3 separate regions of the Macaca mulatta genome follow, and regions 1 and 3 are each linked to region 2. A link is a contact called in public Hi-C data. All regions are on one chromosome and are shown on one strand. The core of a region is the stretch at or near the end of the contact, and the rest is flanking DNA. Distances in the headings are between cores, read along the strand shown. Region 1 overlaps LOC144333336 (a long non-coding RNA gene). Region 2 has its middle 210 kb from the start of ARL4C. Region 3 holds the start of ARL4C (ADP ribosylation factor like GTPase 4C).

The links. A called contact is a pair of places that touch in the nucleus more often than the background predicts.
Region 1: a contact with region 2 is called in a Hi-C map of blood, with 3 times the contacts expected there. The contact joins two enhancer-like sites. A contact is called at or near these places in 2 of 14 Hi-C or Micro-C datasets (CD4 T cells and blood).
Region 3: a contact with region 2 is called in a Hi-C map of blood, with 5 times the contacts expected there. The contact joins the promoter of ARL4C here to the enhancer-like site in region 2. A contact is called at or near these places in 4 of 14 Hi-C or Micro-C datasets (CD4 T cells, blood, fibroblasts and 1 more).

What each region holds. Positions count from the first base shown.
Region 1 is chr12:139,702,145-139,704,914 of T2T-MMU8v2.0, forward strand. The region is part of intron 1 of LOC144333336 (a long non-coding RNA gene); the gene reads right to left. Among named protein-coding and RNA genes, the nearest start is that of ARL4C, 68 kb to the right of the region's middle. Within about 2 kb of position 1,422, at least 15 of the 40 cell types and tissues checked have an H3K27ac peak or open chromatin away from gene starts, as enhancers often do. A contact at or near this core is called in CD4 T cells and blood, where this site is marked.
Region 2 is chr12:139,564,862-139,567,561 of T2T-MMU8v2.0, forward strand. No RefSeq gene overlaps it. Among named protein-coding and RNA genes, the nearest start is that of ARL4C, 210 kb to the right of the region's middle. Within about 2 kb of position 1,265, at least 18 of the 40 cell types and tissues checked have an H3K27ac peak or open chromatin away from gene starts, as enhancers often do. A contact at or near this core is called in CD4 T cells and blood, where this site is marked.
Region 3 is chr12:139,770,258-139,773,082 of T2T-MMU8v2.0, forward strand. It overlaps ARL4C (ADP ribosylation factor like GTPase 4C), which reads right to left and starts at 1,396. Exons shown (of 1, transcript XM_015111395.3): 1 at 1-1,396. The coding sequence starts at 871. The coding sequence ends at 293.

The DNA of each region.
Region 1 (2,770 bases), core at 172-2,671, 140 kb after region 2:
GGGAGTGACTATAAGGCTCAGCTGGTCGTAGCAGAGGTGGGAAGGGAGTTTAGGGAACTCAGTCCCTTGGCTCCATGCCTGGGGACACAGCATAGGTGAGCCTGGTGGGCAGGTTGACCTGCTGACGGTCTCTTCAGACCCCTGTCCCAGCTAGTCCCTGGGGACCCGTCCGCTTGGACCTGACTCCTTGGGGGTGAGTTTCCCAGGCTCTGCCCTTCCCCTTTCACCTGGCCATGCTTTAGCATCTTCATCTGGAGGAATGAGGAGGTTTGGATGACCTGCCTGGTGCCAGGGCAGGGCAACTACCACCCTGAGTCACGTTCTGCTGGTGTCTTTCAATTAGGCAGGAAAGCTCACTTCACAAGGAGCTTCTGTGTCACCAGAGTTATATGGAAAGGAAGACATCAAGGCAGCACTCAGGGGCATGCGGAAAGAAGCAGAGGATGGGCCACAGAGGGCCCTCCCACTCTCCCAGGGTCCTCCCTACCCTCCTCCCAGATTTTGTCTCCTAGGCCACTCCACCCACTGCATATGGGGGTGGGTGTGGCGCCCAGTTCCTCACCCTCTGGGACATAGAACTCCACCTACCCACAAAACCCACTTCCTCAGAAGCGTTAGGGCTGCCTTGGTGCCCTAACTGCACGTGTCGGGGGCGGGACTGGGGAAGGGGCAGTTAGGGCTGAACCCAGCAGGTGGGAAGCAAGCTTGCCCAGCTCTAGGTTTCTTGTGAACCCTCAGGACCTGTCTTTGAAGGTGGTCCTGAGACTTCTGGAAGAAATGAAAATGATGACGATTACAAAGACGAAGTGAGAAAGTGTTAATCACAGATCTTCCTCCCCTATCAGGTCGCCCTGTGTCAGTTTAACAATGACAAAAAAAAAAAAAAAAAAAGTCACACACACACCCTGAGAAGGGAAACGCTTTGTTTTTCTGCACTCTCTGAGCTCCATCAGATAATGGAACTGCTGCGCTCTCTGTTCTGCCACTCTGCATTGACGGATTTCATGGCAGAGTAGCACTTTGGAAATGGAAGTTTCTCTTCTACTTCCTAAGTGAGGGAGACCCAGAATCCAAGAAGGGATCCTTGGCTCAGGAAATCACCTTGGTGGCCGGGGACAGGTGGAGCGTCAGCATCTAACCTGTGTGAAGAAGCTCCCCACGCAGCCATAGGCCCCTCTGCCCCATCACAGTCCCCAAAAGTTTCCAGGAGTGTCAACAGATGGGGGAGGGATCAGCCACTCTCACCCTCCGAACTGTGAGCGTTTCTCTTCCCATTTCTCCAGGAAGCAGTGGCCATGCGGTTGCCCAAAGCAGATTTCAAAAGAGAAACTTAGAAGAGGCTTCTGGGACTAGCAACCCTCCACTCAGGGTGGAACCAAGTTCAGGGAGCGCCTCTCCCCAGACAGCTGAAATTAACGCAGAGGTGAACGCCTTCTCCCTCGGAAGCAGAGCGAGAATGGTTCTTGATTACACTGAGCCTATGGAACAGCTCCCACTGTTCAAGAGCCAAGATTAGTGTGAAGCACCTCTCAATCATTTAAGATTTGATTGTTTAACATGAGGTTTGGGGGGATTCGTCTCAGAGCAGATGTCAATAATCGACCCCATCATCCACATGGCTCCCTAGCTTGCACCATGAGCCAGCCACTGCTGCTTCTGGATACTGGGGTGTCCGGCAAATCCTCCTACCCCCGTCTCTCCCTTCTAGATTTTTCTGAGCTGCCACTTCCTCTCACCCTCCAGGCAGGCAGGGTCTGAAAACCCCTCCCTCAGAAAAGGTTACATCAAACTTATTTGATGCACACAAATTCCCCGAGGGAGAATCCATTGACAAGCAGGTTCCGGGGCCCTGGGGCTGGGGCTTGAGAGCCTGGGTCTGTAACACACCCAGGCGTGGCTCATGGCCAGGCCACACCAGGAGTAGCCAAGGTTTTAGTGCATTACTTATAGTGGGACTCTCTCTAGCTGGGCCATCCTGGAGGCCATCCTCTTCATTTCAGATCAGTTTGCCCCTCCCTGTTTCTCAAAGCTGCTTACTGTTTGCTGGAAGGGAAGGCTGGACTCCTCCACCCCATCTTCCACCCCTGCCTTCCTTTCCCCTCTGCGCCACACCCATTTCTCTGCTTTCTGGTCTGTTTCCTGTACAACTTTAGGACATTGCCTCCATTCACGTTACCTTGTTGTTGTTTTTTAAATGAGCTCTAGTTAAGATAACCAATTGCTGCAGACAAAACCAGCTCAAAACAATTTAATCCACGCTTGGAGAGAGGGAGAAAGAAATGCACTCTGCAGAGGAACCTGAGGAATGTAGAGCATCATTCAATCAACAACTATTCCAGGCATTTCCCTGAGAATACAGACTTCCCACCCACCTCAAGCCCTCCAGGAACCTGCCATTATCACCACGTCACTGTGCAGCGTCACACCAGGAAGTACCCAGAAAACTTAGCATGATCCTCCGGAAGCCTCACCCCTTACCGGCGACCACCCTTCTGCTATATCCAGTCCTTTTTCTCAGCATAAGTATTTTACACACTTGATATCCGTGTAATTTAAAATCTATTTCTTGACATTTTTCCTTAATAAGTTTTTAACTGTCACTAAAAATTCCTGAAAAAAATGTTATATAACTCTTTCCGTTCATTTACTTAATCATTTCCCTATTGTTGCAGACATAGAATCCAACTTAGGATTTGTTTTGTGGAACGTTTCTTTGTTGTTTTTTGAGACGGAGTCTCGCTCCGTCACCGAAGCTGGAGTGCAGTGGGGC
Region 2 (2,700 bases), core at 15-2,514:
CTCACCCTAAAGGTGACTCATAGATCAACACCAAAGCCAGTTACACTGCCATCCGGCAGAACTCGTGCCCCAGACACCTTAGGAGGAAGTGGAGCCAGAAGTGAGAACACTCTGAGGGTGGAAAAACTCCAACAGTTCTTCTTCTGTTCTCACGCTACGCAACAACAATCAACACAGGAGGCTTCTATGACCAAACGTGTGGGGCTTTCTCCCCACACCGAGCAAACCGCCTGGACATGGACACCGGGATGAACTGGATGTCCTCCAGTTCGGTTCTGACCCTCTCCACCTGGAGACAGCGTCAGATCCCAGGGGTTGAGGGCTTAGTCCCCCAAGACCACCCCTGACTTTCAGACATCAGTCACTAGTACAGGCCTCTGGAAAGTCTGACAACCAGCTATAAATTGATAAAGACCCCCTCTTTATTAATTTGCTAGGGTGGCTCACAGAACTCAGGGAAACCCTTAGGTTTACCATAAAAGATGTTACAAAGGATACAGATGAAGAGATGGATAGGCGAGGTCTGGGGGAAGGGGTGCGGAGCTTCCACGCTCTCCCTGAGTGTGACTCTCTCCGGGAACCTCCATGGGTTCAGCTACCTAGAAACTCTTAGAACTCTGTCCTTTTGAGTTTTCATGGAAGCTTCATGACATAGGCAGGACCGGCCATTGATGGTCAACTTAACCTTCAGCTTTTCTCCCTTCCCTGGAGTTGGGGGTGGGGTTGAAAATCTCAACCCTCTAATCCTGCCTTGGTCTTTCCAATGACCAGCCCCACCCTGAAGCTACCTAGGGGCTGCCAGTCATTAGCCAACTCATCAGCATTCAAAAGGACATCACTTTGGAGATTCTAAGGATTTTAGGAGTTGTGTGTCAGGAAATGGAGTCCAAGACCAAATATATATCTCATAATATCACACTCCTAAACTCATAGGACACTGGTAAGGACACCAAGCCCAATTCCTCCCCATTTCTGAATCCCTGAGCTCCATGCTGTGCCCTGTGGCTGCTGCACAGTTGTTCTGAAGGGGCCCTGGCCTGCGTGTGCCTGATGCACACAGCTGGAGGGTGTCCTGCAGAGATGGGACCATTAGCTGGCAGGCATGTGGGGGGGAGGGGACAGGGGAGCACGTGCCATGGTTCAATTTATTCTGAGGTATTTGGGAGTCACTAAAGGCAGTCAGCAAGGGTGTGATGTAATCAACTGCATTTTAAAGTGATTGCTCCAGCTGCCTGTGGAGAATGGATTGGAGAAGGGCCAAAGGGGACTCAGGGACACCGGCTGGGAGGCTGTGCTACAGTTCCCAGGAAGGAAGTGGCTGCAACAGTGACAGAAAACACATAAACAGGGCAATGAGTCGACTATAGGGTGTTCGCGCAACCAGACATGCCCAGCCAAGAGAATCTCACCTCCTATGGGTCAGATGCAGATGCCTTCTAACCACTGGCATTGTGGTCTTCGGAATGAGCCTGGGAGTGATAGAAGTCTGGAGGGCCACAGGTGACCATATGAGCCACAGCATGTCTCGAGACCAGAGACATCCTTGCAGAATCAACAAGAAGAGAGCAAAGGACAGGAAGAGACTCAGGTACAACTTTTGTCTGCACAAACAATCCCCATCTTCACCACCTGAACGCCACCTCAGATGACCTACATGGGGCTGCTTTTGCCATCCACATGGCTAGGACTGTGTATCTGTAGTTGTCAACAACAATCAGGGGACCACATCAATTAAACTAGGAACTTTTCCACATAGTTTGGACTGAATCATATAAAGGTAGACAACGTCGTGCTATGTTGGTTCACAGAGCACTCTGAAATGATTCATTTTTCACTCCTTTGAGACGAAGGCAAACCTACAAGCAGAACAAACCACATCCGGAGAGGAAGTGATAAAGCTCAGAGGAGCAGCAAGAATAACCATGGCGACAATCTTGCAATTTAGAGGCTGCAAATAAGAGACATGTTTACTTTGGAAATGCAACTGAAAAAATGAAAAGCTGCAATGACAACAGCATAGCAACAATCTTCTCTTCTGGGCTCATCTATAAAAAAATGACAAGACATTGAACCATCTCCCAGGGACTGTATGTAAATCCAAGATTTCCTTTTGACATAACAGTGTGAAAGATCCTCAGTGAGGAAGGTGAATCATTCAGGCTTTTAAAATAGCTTTTTATTTTGAGCTATTGTAGATTCACCTGCAGTTGTAAGAAATACTAGATTCTGTGTACCCTTCACCCAGTTTCCCCTAATGGTAACACTTTGCATGAGGAAATTGGCATTGAAACAATAGTTCAGTTTTGAGAAGGTATCAGATATCAAGGAGATACCTTTTCATGTTTGGATAAAAATGTAACACTTCTGTATTGAAAAAAAAAAAACTAAAATTAAATTACAAGAAAACCAAACAGGAAAAAAAAAAAAAAAAAAGCTTTTGTATTACTCTTAGCAAGGATTTTATTCTATACAATGAGTATGTTCACATTTACAAGAAAAACATTAAGTAGCCTTTGAAAATATTTTGATGGCCTGTAGAATTATAACCAGAATCACTGCAATGCAGTAATATTTAAAGAAATGTAGGAGGCAACGTTGAATGAATTTACTGATTGAGATAGTGATATCATTGTTTTGAGGAATTATTGTTTGTGACCTTTCTGAAATCCTCCATCACTACCTTTTACATTCAGAAACTCA
Region 3 (2,825 bases), core at 146-2,645, 210 kb after region 2:
CCACCACGGTCCCCCGACCCCTTCAGTAGCTCTGGCGTTCAGACAAAAGGTCCCCTGAGCTGGGGGTGGGGGGCAGGTCGAGAGCAGGCCGGTAAACCAGCCTTCGCAGCTCCTTAAGTCACCAGTCCTGCATTTGGATGCAGAGATTCCGTTTTAAAAATTCGAAGCATCGCTTTGGTTCGCTGTCTTTGTTCGCGGGCGCGGGTTCTCGCTCATCCATCCATCCATCCATCCACCCATCCATCCATTCATTCTTGACGCACTCGCTCGCTCCCCGGTCGCTCCGGGCGCATTACCGCTTCTTCTTCTGCTTGAGGGACTTCCTGCGTTTCAGGATCATCTCATAGAGCTTGTCCATGCCCTCGGTGAGGCCCTCGCCGATGATGGCGCACGCCGGCTGGACGTGGTAGGTGGTGGCCGGGATGAGCTCGTGCAGCGCCAGCTGCTTCTCGATCTCGGCCACCGGCAGCGACTTGGGCAGGTCCTGCTTGTTGGCGATGACCAAGAGCGGCGTGCCCTGGTTCTCGGCGAACTTGGTCACCTTGTGCAGCTCCGTCTTGGCCTCCTCCAGCCGGTCCACGTCCACCGAGTCCACCACGTAGATGATGCCGTCCGTGCAACGGCTGTAGGACTTCCACAGCGGCCGCAGCTTCTCCTGGCCGCCCACGTCCCAGAAGTGGCAGCTGATGCCCTTGGCCGTGCCGTTGCTCAGCTTGATCTTCTCGGTGTTGAAGCCGATGGTGGGCACAGTGTTCACGAACTCGTTGAACTTGAGCCGGTAGAGCACAGTGGTCTTGCCGGCCGAGTCCAAGCCCAACATGACGATATGCAGGGACTGAAAGGCCGAGATGTTGGAGGAGATGTTGCCCATGGCTCCTGGCTGCGGCGCCGGCCACTGCGGCTGCGGCGGGAGGGCGCCGCCCCCCGAGCAGTCACGGGCCCAAAGCAGCCGGGCGCACCTGGGCCCCGCCCGCCGCCGCCCGCACCGGCCCCGGGCTCGGCGTCCCCCCGGGCGCACGGCTCGGTGCGCTCAGACGCCGCGGGCCCCGCGCCCTCGCTGGCCGGGCTCGCGATCGGCGGGCATCGCTTCTCTAAGCGAGGCTTTGTCTCCCACGAAGCCGCCTTGGATGTTCGACGCAGGAGGCTCGCGCCCGGCGCCCTCCCCAGGCCTGGGCTCGCTCTGTCGCTTCCTCGGGCCGCGCCCCCGCGCTCCGGCAGCGCCCGGGCTCTCCGCTCTCCCAGCGCCCGGCGCTCGCCTCTGGCCTGGAACGGCGCCGCTCCTGCTCTAGTTCCCGCTCCCGGGGCGCGGGCTTCCCCGGGAGTCGCTGTCCGCGCGGCCGCCTCACAGTCCCCGCAGTCCCCGCGCCGCCGCAGCAGCCGCCAGCCTGCAGCGGCCGGAGGGCGCCCGGGCCCGCCCCCTCGCGCCCCGCCCAGGACCCGCCCACGCCCCGCCCCGGGCCCCGCCCCGCACGCCGCCGGGGGTCAGGCGCGGTCCTCCCCGCCCTGCCGGCCGTTTTCGCGCGCTTCGCTGCGTCCCAGCCGCCAACCCCGGCCCCTCCCGCGCCGCGCGGCGCGGCGCAGACACAATGGGCCCGGAGCCGGCTCTTCCTCCCCAGCGGCTGACGCGTTTGCAAAAATAGCTCTCGGCTCCCGGAACCCCCGCCCGGACCCGAGCCCTGCCCGGCCGGGCCGCAGCGGTGGGCGACCAGCCTGTCTGAGGGAGTGGGTTCCCGGGTCCCAGCCCTGGGCGCGAGGCGGGGCGGGGCGGGCCAGGGTGACTGGGAGAGCGCCGCGCTGAGGAGTGAGGGCGGCGAGGTCGGGGCCTCCAACCCCAAGATGCGACGGGACGGGGCTGGCCTCAGTGAGCCGCCAGCCTGCGCTCTGGATCCAGAGGCGCGTCCCCACCCACCCTCGCGCCGCGGCAGTGGCCGACCCCGGCCCCTGCCCCTAGTGACGCCCAGGCTCGCCTCCTGCCTGGGTTCCAGCGGGCTGCACCCGGCCAACGCCGCCCTCCGGAGCCCAGGCCTGTGCCCAGGGCACCCTGGAGGCCTAGCCTTTCTTGCCCGGTGGCAGCGGTTGGGGCAGGGGTCGGACCTAGGCCGCGATGGGGGATTAGAAGACCTCCCTGCCCCAAGTAACTCGGACAGCTCACCCTCCCAGACACTCGCCTGGGCTGCCTCATTTCGTCCGTCCCCATCGACTCTGCTGACATCCCAGGGGAAGCGTCAGCATTTCGGGAGAGCACCCCTTGCCACCCGACTTTGGGAACTGAGAACCACCCGCCCGCAGGTGAACTACTCCACAGAAATGGCAACAGCAGCCCCGAGGGCTGAAAGAAAATGTGTCTACAGCTTGGAGCTGGTGGCATCGTGGGTTACAAACACTGATATTTCACGGGTTCCACCTCCTGTCACCCCGATTCAGTGGTTTTATTCTGGTTTGCAAACACGTAACAAATGCATATCCTCCCTGGGTGCGGAGAAGTATATTATGGCAAACACACAGATCTGGGGAGAGCTGCTGCGCAGGAGACAGCCGGCCACAGCATGGGCGACCGCATCTTCCCAGCTCTAGCTTGTGAGACAGAAACGATGGAAACGGGGTCAAGGGAGAAGAAAATGAAAATGCTAATCATTTATGAATAAAAGCTAGAATTTTAGACAAATACTTTATGACCTTCCGTTCACAAATCACAGAAAAACATTTAATGTCGTTGGTACCAAAGCATGTGAGAAGACCCCACCTGTAAAAGGAATGACAAGCCACCACCACCCCTACCCTTGGAATTCCCAAGGCGGCAGTCGGGGCGATCATCCACTCTCCTG